Regions from separate parts of the Triticum aestivum genome. Here region 1 is linked to region 2. The links are chromatin contacts, called in public Hi-C maps. All regions are on one chromosome and are shown on one strand. The core of a region is the stretch at or near the end of the contact, and the rest is flanking DNA. Distances in the headings are between cores, read along the strand shown. Region 1 holds the start of LOC123119623. Region 2 holds the start of LOC123119622 (cyclin-A3-2).

Region 1 (7,345 bases), core at 3,556-6,055, 350 kb before region 2:
ATATGTTGTTCATGCCCCCGAATATCTTGCTGCCTAGGCTGCCAGTGTGTCACCACCACGGTCGATAGAGCAGAGCGTGATGTGATCCTACAATGGTGTAATGGGGATGGCAGTGGAAGGTAGGAGTAGGTGTAGGACAAGACAACGAAGGTAAGGCATCTCAAGAAGGACCTGCTCATGTAGGAATGGCCAAGGGCAGAGAAACTGCGGTAGAGAAAGGAGAAGTGGAGGACCTTTCGTGAAGGAGGGAATTGGCGGCGACGCTAGGTCCGCCGGGGCGATAGTGGGGAATCGTGATCCAACATTGATCGGGACGTGTGAAACAGGGACTTACCGACTGGGCCTACCTAGGCCGAATCGTGAGAGAGATTGTCGGAGGACCACTCAAAGTACAAAGGGAGGGGGACGAAAACCGAAGCGAAATGGGAACCTTATGCATTCAGATATATGAGAGAATAAGTTACTCCTCTTGAACTAGAAAAATGTCTTACCTTTAGATAGAGAGGAACTAACTTTTATAATACAACACACACACACACACATGCACATATTATATACACCTTGGCATCGATGATCATTGGTGATGGTCAAATGGAAAAAATACAGCATGCTCCGTGGCTTGGAGGCGCAAGACGAAGGATGTCGTCCAATCACTTCCGCTATTTTCAAGGCCACCAATGGTAATGTCAAGAAGTCTCCAATGGACGGTGCATGGATAAGGAACATAAACACATTGGCGGGAATTAGGGTGACCCAATTGTTCACATTGTGGACCTTGATGATACATAACCATGTCCATTTTTTAAAATCTCACTTCAGATGGCACCTACTCAACCTATCATGCTCAATTTGAAGGCATTATTGTCACAATCATGCGGCTGGTCATTTAGAACAATTGCCCCGCCCCTCCACCATCCCCCCCACACAACATAAATTCTTTGTTTGCCATATATGTGAAGATAGAGTTGGACCGCGGATCACCTCCAAAATAGAGGTTTGTATGATTGTGATCTTTGTTCACTTTTTAGGAGGAACCGGAGACCTTCACTCACATTCGCTTCAAATGCCACCTCACCGATGGCATTTGGACCATGATATGGAATTGGCTAGGTTTGCCGAACATGGGGCATTAATTCTTGGGCTAACTTCAGATCGATCTTTGAATGGTGGTTTTCAGTGATTCATCTCAGTGGTGAGCAAGCCATGTCATCTTTAGTCATGTTGGTGTCTTGGACGATTTGCAACAAAAGGAATGCATGGGTTTTGCAAAACCATTCTTCATTACTGTCTATCATCGTCGCCATGATTAACCAAAAAGCCGAATATTGGGCAACCATCGGGGCTAAACATTTGAGATGCATCATGCCGTGAGAGTAGTTCCTTTCAGTATCCCGCCCACATATGTTGTTTGTACATATCGAATTGTCTTCTCGGTCAATAAAATGTCACAAAGCTTTTGCCCTTGTTTCAAAAAATACCAAAAGTGAGTTAGAGATAGTTAAGACTAGGATAATTAATAAATTAGCACATGGCCCTCACTATTTGCAAGTAAGTTTTAGAGGACGCAAAATCATTATTGACTTAGTGAATCACACTTGACACTAAATTGCCGCTGCTTTCCAAAATTGCTTACCTATCCTCCTAGCTTCCACACCATCTAGAAAACATACAACGATGTTAATTCGACTGTCTTGACAAATAAAAAGGCATGTCATGGAGTTCCCAACACACGATACATGCCAAACCGAGATCCTTGTAGATCATTTGTCGGAGACTATCAAGAGATCGTCCATATGCACTAACAACTATCATGCGATAATGAGGTGCAAATGATTCTAGTTATTAGCGTGACGCCTCCATTGAGTGACATGGCTCTCTTTGTCCTCGTGAAGTTTGCGCAGTGAGGCCAGGTCTCGGATTTTTCATTAGGAGAATATGTTTTAGCGCCCGTGTATCAATGCCTTTGGAAAGGAACCTTTTTGATATCTGGGTGAAACTCATCGTCATCTAAGCTCTCACACACATTGTCATCGCTAGGCCCGATCATTGCATGGATCATCAGGGCTTGTCTTGATCTGCCATTGCCTCGACTGACAACCGTCAGCATCACTCCTATTAAGGCATGAACTATGGAGGCCACACCAAGCGCTAGCCTCATCTATCTGAAGCACTAAAACCACAGTTCAAACCATGCACCACCCAAAGGAAGTAGTGGTTCAGCCTGCCACTTACCCTAATCTACTTTTTTCCTAGTACGATATTGTTATAATGGACTTATCTTACATGATAGGCCACATGCGATACAACCAGGTCTCTCTCTCTTGTCGTACCCAAACCATACACAAAACTATTATACGTGAGGTAGTCCCGCAACACTTTTTCCTACCCTACACGCCTAAATTTCCCCCCTCTCTCTCCGCTACTAGGTATTTCTTTTTACCTAGAGCATCGACCTCCTCTGCAAGCAACACCGACATGCTTGAAGCTATACTGAACCTACAGACTGCAGTCTGATTCTACGTGGCTCCGTGGGGCGGTGCATTGGCCATGCCTTTACCTACTTAGTGGATCACACAAGCTGCCAAAACGACTACCATCCAAAGTATGACTGATACGAGTGAAAGGAGATGCCTGAGGATCCGCCAAATGGTTTTTGAAAGGTTCTCGGGAGGAGACACACGAAACACCGACAAGAGTGAGAGGAAGGCGGCAACGACGACTTACGAGAAAGGAAACCTATTCCTCCATGGATTGCAAGCAGGCTCCCAAGGGGTTGTGTGTTTTCCTGGCAATAGCTTAATTTTTTTAAGATAGTTTGAATTGCTTACCACGTATGTCACATGATAATAACTTGATGAATTGTTCATTCCAAGATCGACCTTGTAGTATATGATTGATTTTACAGTTACTTGTTCTTTTGTGGGAAATTACGGTTATGTCAACGGACTAACCGTGCGCAGACAAATCATCATATGTCGTCGTTGTGAATTTGTTTCGTGAGTATCGTCAGTGCAATGATGAGTCAAAGAACCTGCTTCGTTGGTAGCACTGGCTAATTAAGCTGGTCTTGGACGGCAGCTCACTAGTCACTAAACAAATCGCATCGTTGACAAAACCAATCTAGCTGCTTAGCCGCCCCGCATCCAACAACCATGTGATTTTTGTGAATTGTGATCGCCTGGTCACGGCAGACAAATCCCTACACGTTTGACCCAGCGATCAACTGACCATGCATCACGGTTCACAAAGCTCGCGTGCTAAACCAACACAGCTAACTTACGTGCTTAGTTATTCCATAATTTGCTGCAAACGAGTTTGTGATGATGTTTTTTCGTGTGAATCAATTTATGGTTGAATGGTTAGAATGACAAAGCCCATCAGGGTTTAAGTTGTAAACAGGAATTTTATATCTTCCAGCGATGTGTCATTGAAAGGAGATGTTCCCGTTGACTACAAAAACTTCTCTGACTACTTTCAATCTCAAGATGATGTATGGTCTCAGTTTTTTGAAGTTGGTCATAAAGATAGAGTATATATGTGTTTATAGTAACGAGTGTATGAGCGTCCATGTCTGTACTATGTAAAAAAAGTATGATGTTTTTTCCGTGTGATTGGACTGCGCGTTATAGTGTACAACTCGGAATTTTTTCTTTTTTGGCGATTACAACTCGGAGTTTGTGATGACTTTTGGAGCCTACACATTACAGTGTGCCGTGAATTGTTCTTTCTCTCTCTCTCTCTCAAGGCTAAGGCGATCTCGCCAGCGCTGTCACAAGAGAGTTCCTTCGCCGGTGGCCTCGCTAGTTGGTCGTGAGGGGGTTGCCGGATCCACACATGTGGATAGTTTTAGGCTAAAGTATCTTAGTTTTTAGGTTGTTCATCGTCTTGGCTTCGGCGGCGATTATGACGGTGTTGAATAAAGTCTCTTCAGATCCTACCCCGATGAGGTGATCGGTCCTATGATTGAGGATGTTTTTGAAATCCAGTCTGTTCAAGTAAGGATGGTGCGGCGGCGGTGGCATCCTCGTGGTGGACATGTGTCCTCAGTCTCCATCGTTGCGACAACATTCGCTCCAGAGCGGCGTGGAGCTTGTGAGGTAGTTCAGGAGCGGATGCAGATTGTGGCTCTGCATCAACGACATCTGAAAGACGGAACGCGTGCTGGGTTCATGGTTGATGGCTGCCAGGTATGGTTTCTCCTTCTGTGTCTTAGTCGTGGTGGTGTGTCAGATCTGAAGTTCGATGGCGTGTCCGGGGTGTTGCCCCGGTCTGATTCGTCCAACGACAATGGCTTCACTTTTGGTGAGCCACCTTAAAGGTCCACAAAGCTGCATATCAGTGATGGAACCGTGTCGAATTTGGGTGAGGAGGTGATCCATCATTTTTTACTTTGGTCACTGCTGTGGTGGTGCCAGAAGCAGATGACGAGTGTTGATGTTCAGCTCAGGGAGTCTTCAATCCTGATTGTATTTTTACTTCTTGGCTGGTAGTGTTTTGTGCAAATGCTAGTGTTCTGTTGTCTATTTAATTTTATCATGTTGATTATTACGTGACTTGTACTCTTTTTATATGAATGAGATGCGTATTACCATAAAAAAACGTTACAGTGTGCCGCGGTACACGGGAACTGGGCCTGTTCTGCTGGCGCAGATGCGGCAATGCTCACTCAGTACGTGACGCGAGGGTGAACGTGACGCGACGGTCCACGCGAGGCCATACGTGGGAAGGCCGGAGCGTGTCCACGCGTTACGTCCCGCCGGGCCCGCATGGCAGTGGCACCCGAGCTGGCGCTTATCCTGGGTCCAGCTAGGCGCCCGCTCGAACCACCACCCACCAACCAAGCACCAGACCTCGCCAGATAATCAGAGAGGAGTCTCGCCGCCGGCGACGGCCGCCCGCACATGCCGATCTCTGCCGGCATCCGCGCGCCGCCGCAAGGGGCGGCCGTGCACGTCCCCGGGAGCCGGCTCCTCCGCGTCCCCGTTCCTCAACTGGCGGCGGGCGGCGTCCGGCGCAGGAGGCTCGGGGTCGTGGTGGCGGCGGCCTCCTCCGCGGCGTCACCCGACGAGCTCCACGCGCGCGGGAGGCATCTCCACGGTTTCCCCGAGGTGAGCGCGATGCCGATGCCGATGCTCCTCCGTGGAGCGGGTGTCTGTCTGTCTGTCCGTGCTAGCGAAAGGAAACTCTGCCCCTTTGTTGGGGCAATATATACAAATTATTATATAGTCATAATCATGTGTGCAACTCCGCAACACAATTTTTTTTAAAATACGATCGTGCAGACAGAAGCTGAAATCATAAGCAGCATAGAATAGGTTACCTGTAGATTGAGGTGTCTCCAGACAGGTGTGATGAAGTTATTTACCTCCCACTGACAAAGAATTAGATTCTTGTGAGCTTCCAGCCTTCCACTGGAAAAAGTTACTCATATCCTATCGAATCGATGTACTAGAATAGGATTAGCATCTTTTAATCCTATCGAGTTGATGTACTGATGCTGTTCATTACCATGACACGCTTGTATTGTTTGCAGAAATCTTTACTTTGGAACTTGATAAAAGATGTAGAACCTTTGGATCTAAGTGTAGTCCAGAGAGATGTTCCTCCTGAAACTGTGGATGCAATGAAGAGGACTGTTTCGGGCATGTTGGGTCTCCTTCCGTCTGATCAGTTCCGTGTTGTCGTGGAGGCCCTTTGGGATCCCTTCTTCAAGTTGGTGATATCTTCAATAAAGACAGGGTATGCTTTTCTCCTGAATCATACCATTCGTATAGATTATAGTTGAATTTGATTGTCTCTGGTCAAAAGAAGACACATTTTGGCATGGTCCTTTTGCAATTGTGTGCATATAAAAGTAGCAAATGACTTGATGTGGAATCTAGGTCAACCCGTTATCTGAGGTGGACTGGAAAAGTACGCCATTAGTGGTAGGCTGGTAGCCTGCTGTAGCATGCTCTTATTATCTCTGTCTAGGAAATCGAAATTCAACGTCACTACTCACTGTAAAAAGGGCAGTTATCAAACAGTTTGCTGCACTTTGAGTCGCACATGTCAAAAACATGTTTTAAGGGTGTGAACCATAAAATCCGATTCATGTTGTATAGTTTCTTTGAGTGTCCGATTTTAATGCTGGTAGAATTGCTGTCTTGTGTACTTAGACGTTTGTCACATAGAATGTGCAAATCCTGCTTGATTTTTTCCATGCCCTTCCATTTGTTATTGAATGACTACATTTGTTTCACAATTTGAGAAGCAGCAGATCAAAACATGCTAGCCAAACTTAATCATTCAGACTTCAGTCTGAAACACTGACCTTGATCAACTTATTTTCATGTGGTAATAGTTGTTAGTAAGAAAAGGATCGAAAACTTGCTTTATTCACTTTTCTAAAACAAGACAGGAAATTTGAACAAGCTCCTGCCCCTTGGTACTTTTTGCTTTCTTATATGCGCACTTGGCTTGCACTGCCTACTCACAAACATGATAAACATGCCAGGTATAATTATCACCTAAAGTTACTTTGTCTGTATTTCAGGTACACTCTGTCTAATGCTGAATACAGGCTCTCCCTTGAAAGAATCCTAGAGTTGTCTGATGATGAAACTGAGTGCAAGGAAAGAGATAGCACTGAATATAGTCACAGTGACCTCGGTTTGGGAGGATCTATTTTGAGATTATCAGAAGACGATGAAGCGACTAATGAATCAGAAAAGAGGGATGACAATTTATTATCGGAAAATATGGGTGGATTAGATAGCTTAAACGCTCAAGCAAAAGAACATATTCTCCAATTGCAGTCTCGCTTGGATTCTATGGAAAGGGTAACATCTATTTCATACTTAATTTGGCAATATAAGATGATTGTTACTCCAACTGTTTCACTACCTCTCAGTCTCTCCTACCTCGGGATACTCCATTTCAAAATGTCTGTGTATTGAGGAAATCAGTAGTGTGGTTATTGTGTTGACTCCGTTCTATACCCCTGTCAATTAACGTTGAGAATGGTTATATAAATAATTTATTTAGTAGAGATATGCATTATGGTCATTTCTTATTTACTTTTCTCAGGATTAGTGCGAAGGACAGGCCTGGTGCAGTGGTGAAGTACTCCCCACTTGTGCCATGAGGTCTTGTGTTCGACGCGGCCTCTCTGCATTGCGCTGTGCAGGGGTGAGGCTTGCCTCGTATAATCCTTCCCCAGACCCCAACTTGTAGCACTGGGCCTGTCCTTTTCTCAGGATCAGTGGGCTGTAAGCATAGTAGGCCGAGGAAAGATATAGTAAAACAGAGTTCTCAGTTTTAGATGTTTATTCTGTTTTTATGAGCAGTCCTATGTATTAGCTAT
Region 2 (7,069 bases), core at 887-3,386:
TCTTTTTGAGTAAAAATTTATCTTATGCTAAAAACCTTAAGTGGTTACAGTCTTGTTTTGAACAGTTATTTGGGATGAGGATCAATTTTTATAAATGTGATCTGGTCCCTATTAACATTGACCGAGAGGAAGCTAATATATTTGCTCAGGTCCTTGGTTATAAGCTTGGAGATTTCCCCATTAAATATTTAGGGGCTCCTCTCCACTATAGCAAACTTATAAAAGAGGATCTACAACCTACCATAGATAAAACCATTAAGAAAGGGGCCGGTTGGAGAGGTAGATTACTTTCCTCTGGTAAGAGGCTTACCCTTGTTCAATCTTGCTTATCTAGGATTCCTTGCTATCTTATGGGGATTATGAAATTCCCTAAGTGGGCCACTAAAATGATTAGCTCTCAACTTGCTCACTATTTTTGGGATGATTATTGGGGGCATCATAAATACCACCTTGCTTCTTGGGGGAATATTTCCATCAAGAAACAATATGGTGGCTTGGGCATCCCTGACATTGCTGACATGAATCTTAGCCTGCTTGCCTCCTGGTCCAAGAGATATTTTAATGATGATGGTAAAATTTGGAAACAAGTTATTGATGCCAAATACAGAACTCGTAGTCCTAACATCTTTGCCTGTCCTGATACTGGAGCCTCCCCTCTTTGGAAAGGAATACTTTGGGCTATTTTAGCAGCCAAGGTTGGCTTTTCCTGGAAGGTGGGTAATGGCAAGAGCGTTAGATTTTGGGAAGATCGTTGGATTGGCAATACTACACTTGCTACCAGTTATTGGGAGCTGTACAATATTGCTAATTCAACTAATGTCTCCATCAGTGAGGTTTGGGATGGCACGACCTTGAAAATCAACTTTAGGAGGTGCTTTTCGCCGGACATGCTTGCTGCTTGGAATGAGCTTTTTAGTGCAGTTAAGGACCTGGTTTTGAATGATAGTGATGACACTATCATTTGGGACTTGGAGTCCAAGTGGGTTTACATAGTTAAATCCTTTTATAACTTTGTGAATTTTAGAGGAGTGATTCTAGATAACATTATGACGATTTGGAATGCTAATGTTCCTCAGAGAATTCAGATTTTCCTTTGGTTGCTAGTTAAGAACAAGCCACTAACCAGGGACAATCTTCAGAAAAGACAACATGTAGCAGATGCTACCTGTCTTTATTGCAATGAACTAGAATATGTAAATCATCTATTTTTTGATTGTGTGGTTTCGAGAGAACTCTGGAGAGAGATTTTTGGCTCCCTAGGGGGCGACATCGAGCTTAACTCGTATGGGTTCCTTTAATGGTGGTCTAGAAATTGCAACAAAACTGTGGATATTATGCTTCATGCAGCTGCATTATGGACTCTCTGGAGATATCGAAACGATATGTGCTTTAATACTGTGCCTTGGCTTGGGATGCAGATTCTGTGGCAAAGGACAGTTTCCTTTTTGGCCTCGTGGGAGATCAGGTGTGCGGATCCCGCCAAGAGGAGATGTCGTCTCTTGGTGCAAAGACTGGAACAAATGGCACGAGCACCGCCCCTCCTACTGTGGCCGGACCCTGGCTAGGCCTGAACCAATGCTCTGGAGCGACAAGACCTCACTTCAGGTCTGGATTCTCGCTCTGAAGACCTGGGGTTTTTAGATGCGCCCGGTGCAATTTTTTTTTCTGATGTTCATTGCTTGCGCTGATGTATGATGTACTTGATACTTTTATTTCGCTCTCTTGCTCTCTTGCTCCTTGAGGAGCGTAGATCGTCTAGAGTTTCCGTGCTGGGGCAGCATCTCTGTTGTTTTATTCCCCCTGCACGCCTTGTAGCTCCAAAAACAAATGTTCTGTGGTTTCGTTATTGCAATGGAACCGGGGCGTGAGTCCTTTTCCTCTAAGAAAAACTCACGGTCTCTCGCAAAAAGAAAAAAAAGTACTATATTTTAATAACGATGACACCACCACCGAAATACAATTTCGTGGCCAAAAAGTGTTGGGCCAAGAAAAGAGAAACCCCCGATCCGGAGTGTGCTGTTTCGCGCTGGAACGCGGAAGGCCCAGTACGATTTCGGAGGGGGAGCTGGCGGGCAGGCAGGCGCCGCGGGATTTCCGTATTATTTTAAAACTTTTACCGCCCACCTCTCACCAGCACGTGCGCCCCACTCCATCCAAAATTCCCCAATCCTATAGCAAGCGAAAATCCTATAGAGCTCAGCAAGCGAAACCCGGCGCAGCGCGGGCTTCTTCTCCCTCCCTCCTCTTCGAATTCGCGTGTTTTGGCGGCCATCTTCCCTCCCATTCCTCCAATCCCCTCTACATAACGCAACCGCCGCCGCCTCCCATCTCCCCTCGCCGCGCACCGAATCCCAAACCCTACCCCCGCCGCCCCGGGGAGCACGAGCCCGCCGACCATGGCCGACAAGGAGAACGCGGCCCCCGCCGCGGAGGCTGGCCCCCGGCTCACCCGTGCCGCGGCCAAGCGCGCCGCCACCTGCTCCGCGGGCCCCTCCGGCGGCGCCAAGCGGAAGCGGGTGGCGCTCAGCGAGCTCCCCATCGTCTCCAACGCGGGGGTCGTCCTCCGCCAGCCGTCGAAGCCCGCCAAGCCCGCGGCTGCGGCCAAGGGGGAGGAGGAGCGCGGGGGCTTGAGCAGGTGCGCGTCCACCTCGCCGACCCCCGCCGAGGAGGAGGTCAGCGGCGGCGGCGGCGGCAGCGAAACCCAGCTCAGCGGGTCCTACGCCTCCGACATCTACACCTACCTCCGCACTATGGAGGTACGGCACTCCCGATTCCTGATCTCCATTTCTGGCCGTCGGATGCCTCGATCCGTCGGCGCTGGGGTTGGGTGGGAACGACTGGTCTGATGTCTAATCATTGGTTCGTCCGAATGGGGTGTGCAGGTGGAGGCGCCGCGCCGGCCGGCGGCAGACTACATCGAGACCGTGCAGACGGACGTGACGGCCAACATGCGGGCTATCCTAATCGACTGGCTCGTCGAGGTTGCCGAGGAGTACAAGCTCGTTGCCGACACGCTTTACCTCACAGTCTCCTATGTCGACCGCTTCCTCTCCGCCAACCCGCTCGGCCGCAACAGGCTGCAGCTCCTTGGTGTCGCTGCAATGCTCATTGCCTCGTAAGCGCAGCCTCCTGCCCCATTTCCTTGAAGGGTTCGAAAAGATTTTGTGGATTGAGTTGGATTGGCTTTGGGGTGGTTGCAGGAAGTACGAGGAGATCAGTCCCCCGCATGTGGAGGACTTCTGCTACATCACGGACAACACCTACACCAGGCAGGAGCTTCTCACCATGGAGAGCGACATACTCAAGCTCCTCAACTTCGAGATAGGCAGTCCGACCATCAAGACCTTCCTCAGGTGGCATACTGTCACTGACCCAATAGTTCATAATCTCTGAATATTTTCATTCCGTGTCCAACTGAATCTTTGTGCATTCCCCCCCTGTTTTGCTAATTTCAGGCGGTTTACAAGATCTGGCCCAGAAGACAAGAAGGTGACTACTACCAATCCTTTAAATTCTCCATATTGGATCCATTTGATTTAATTCTTCCTCAACTGCTTATGTGTGTGGGTGCCTGAAGTTATTCTTGCATGCTTGTCACAGCGCTCCAGCTTATTACTGGAGTTCATGGGTAGCTATCTTGCTGAGCTGAGTCTTCTGGACTACAGCTGTCTCCGGTTCTTGCCATCAGTGGTTGCTGCTTCATCACTTTTTCTTGCTAGGCTGACCATTGGACCAGACACTAATCCTTGGGTAAGAGTGGAGAAGTAGAATGTGAAAGCTTGAAATGTTGCTTTTGATATTTGAAGTTCTCAAAGCTAAAGCTATCCTGTGATTATGTGGTTGCAGGGCAAGGAAATGCATAAACTGACAGGCTACAAGGCATCAGAGCTGAAGGATTGCATTATAGCCATACATGATTTGCAGCTCAATAGAAAGGGTCAATCGTTACCAGCAATTCGAGACAAGTATAAGCAACACAGGGTATGCTCAACTCCAACAGTTATGTAATATTCCTTTGGTGTTGTTATGCTTGTATTGTTTGGTCTAATTCTCTAATCATTTGGAACAGTTCAAATGTGTATCGATGTTGCTTCCTCCTGTCGAGATCCCTGCATCGTACTTCCAAGACTTAACAGAATAGTTGTTCCTGGACCGCTCCACTGTAAAGCTAATAACTCTGAGCTCATCTTGAGCTCCTTGTGATAAGGGAGAATTACAGTTTCAGAGCAGGTTCTCAGACAAGTTAGAATGCTGGAAGCTGTTTAGATGCTTGAGGTTTAAAAGCTTAACCAGGAGCTTTTCAAATTCATTTAGGAGCTAGGTTTATCACAAGTAGGAGGCCAGGCATTCTCTTCTTTTGTAGAATTGTACTTCTGTATTATATCTTAGAACAATGTGCCTTGGTCTGTTTGGCCACATATTTGTAATGTTTGATATATGTTCATCCATTGTCTTTGCTGATTTTTCTTCTTCTTTTGATCTGTTACCTGTGAGTGTGCTTGCAATACCTATGACCTACCTTTCTACCAAGGGGTTGTATTAGAAATATGCCTAAATAACATAGCTTGCATGAATAATCATACTTGGCAAGATGCTTATTTTTCACTATCTAACTATCATCTTGATAGCTTGTTAGTGCAACATTCTTTATTGAATCAAAATCCAAGAGGCCCGAGTCATTTCCAATGAATGATCAACCCATTTGCTGCCTATAAGGTGTTCACTTCTGAATGACTCGTTATAAATTTGATGGCACTTCTTAATTCTTTTCTGATGGCAACTGATGTAGCCGAAACTTCCTAAATAGTTACATATTTATTATTTATTCTTGCTAATGAATGTGCAAGCAAAGTTTGTGCACTAGTCCATTGCATTTTTCAACTTGATGGACTATAATGAAGTGATGTGTCAAATTGTTGTATCTCCACTGCAATTGCCTCTTTACTTTGTTATAAATGATTACATGTGTCTATTCTTGCTAATGCCATTCTTATGAACAGTGACTACTAATATTGTGTGCAATACTTTCCTCATAATAATAATAATTTTGTATGCAATACTGCATTCCAGACTACTTATGTCTGGAAATGAAAGGTGTATTTCAAATTCTGATGCAAAAGGTGTGCTGTTCCATCTCTTTCCCTAAAGAGTATGCTACGGAGTAGCTTTACTTGGTGTTCCCTACATGCATACAATGAGCAATACTTCAGGGATAATTAGGGTAGCCTAGTCCTTTTCAATGTTTCCTTGGTCTAAGTGCAAGGTGAAATATGCTCGGTATTTTCACGGAAGGAGTAATTTAGATGCCATATTTGCTTGATAAATTTGCATAAAATATAGCTCAAGTTAGATGATCTTACTGTTTTGTACCGGACTTCGCGGCTTCAGGTATCTGTATCTCTGCTTAATTTGCATTTTTTTAATCAAAGCTTCACATAGCTATGTGTTAATTTGCTCATTTTCGTGTGATTTTTTAAGGTATTTATTTTGATCTGCATGAGAGTTGATATTATCTCTGTCCAACTATTATACTCCATGGTATGCTAGGTTAACGAAAACAGTAACTCACAGGTAATGTTTGATATATGTTGATCCATTGCCTTTGCTGATTCTTTTTCTTTTGATCTGTCACCTGTGAGTGTGCTTACAGTACCTATGACCTACCTTTCTACCTAGGGGTTGTATTAGCGATAGGCCTAAATAACATAGCTTGCATGAATAATCATACTTGGCATGATGCTTGTTTTTCACTATTTAACTATCACCTCGATAGCTTGTTAGTGTAACATTCTTTATTGAATCAAAATCCTAGAGGCCTGAGTCATTTCCAATGAATGATCAACCCATTTGCTGCCTATAAGGTGTTCACTTCTGAATGACTCGTTATAAATTTGATGGCACACTAAACAGCAATTATTGAGATTCAAAACACATTTACTGAGCAATATGCAGACCAGATGATCGCAGATGTATGCTTCTTGGTTTTCTTTAGTCTGCTGTGCAGACTACTTCTGTTTGGAAATACAAGGTGCATTTCAAATTCTGGTGCAAAAGAAAGTGTGATTTTCCATCTCTTTCCCTAAAGAATATGCTACCTTTACTTGGTGTCCCTACATGGATACACTGAATAATACTTCAGGGATAATTAGGGGCAGCTTAGTCCTTTTCAATGTTTCCTTGGTCTAAGTGCAAGGCAAAATATGCTCTGTATTTTCACGGAAGGAGTAATTTAGATGCCATATCTGATTGATTTATTTGTATAAAATATAGCTCAAGTTAGATGATCTTACTGTTTTGTAACGGACTTTGCGGCTTCAGGTGTCTCTGCTTAATTTGCAAAATTTTAATCAGAGCTTCACATAGCTATGTGTTAATTTGCTCATTTTCCTGTGATTTTTTAAGGTATTTATTTTGATCTGCACGAGAGTTGATATTATGTCTGTCCAACTATTATACTCCATGGTATGCTAGATTAATGAAAACAAGAACTTGCAGAACCTTTAATATGAGGATGACTGACAGAGACATTATATATGCTGCTTCTAGTAAGTACAAAAAATCCCTGGGTTCCTTCACACCGATGTCAACTAGACTACACATGATCATATTAACTATCTGGCTACATAAATATTGCAGCAGCATCGCCACGAATTCAAAAGGAACAACATCATCTTCAGAGTTCAGTACCATCTTTGATTCTGATGGTGAGCTGAGCTTAACTGGTCACTTCATGCCAATTTATTCAGAAGGACAAACTTGATGAGGACTTTTGTACTGTTCAAAGTTGATACATCAACCTATCAAAGCCTGAGATTCAAGTCTATCTTACTTTGTTCTGATGGTTGTTGGTCTGAAGGTTGGGTCCTTGCTCTGAAGCTTCCTGGCCATGTTGAGTTCAGCACCTCTTCGCAGGGAATTGTTGCCCAGGTCATCCCATCTTCATGAAACCTTGGTGCTGTCCTGATTTGTGTTGGCTGGCTGGACTTCTGAATCACTGAGCTCTGGCTAACTCGCAGGGACTGCACAAAGGCGGCGTGCGCCTCGAGAGGCAGCCCCATCACCATCCTCT

Evidence for each region. Hi-C and Micro-C count contacts between places; a contact is called where the count stands out from the background.
Region 1: a Hi-C map of leaf shows a contact between it and region 2, with 2.7 times the contacts expected there. The contact joins the promoter of LOC123119623 here to the promoter of LOC123119622 in region 2. A contact is called at or near these places in 2 of 5 Hi-C or Micro-C datasets (both in leaf).

The regions. Positions count from the first base shown.
Region 1 is chr5D:88,960,629-88,967,973 of IWGSC CS RefSeq v2.1, reverse strand. LOC123119623 reads left to right here and starts at 4,805. Exons shown (of 6, transcript XM_044539481.1): 1 at 4,805-5,108; 2 at 5,534-5,739; 3 at 6,536-6,821. The coding sequence starts at 4,902.
Region 2 is chr5D:88,605,248-88,612,316 of IWGSC CS RefSeq v2.1, reverse strand. It overlaps LOC123119622 (cyclin-A3-2), which reads left to right and starts at 2,136. Exons shown (of 7, transcript XM_044539480.1): 1 at 2,136-2,756; 2 at 2,883-3,115; 3 at 3,201-3,353; 4 at 3,456-3,489; 5 at 3,601-3,750; 6 at 3,847-3,981; 7 at 4,070-4,448. The coding sequence starts at 2,397. The coding sequence ends at 4,141. It overlaps LOC123119620 (zinc finger protein 7), which reads right to left. Exons shown (of 1, transcript XM_044539479.1): 1 at 6,473-7,069. The coding sequence ends at 6,801.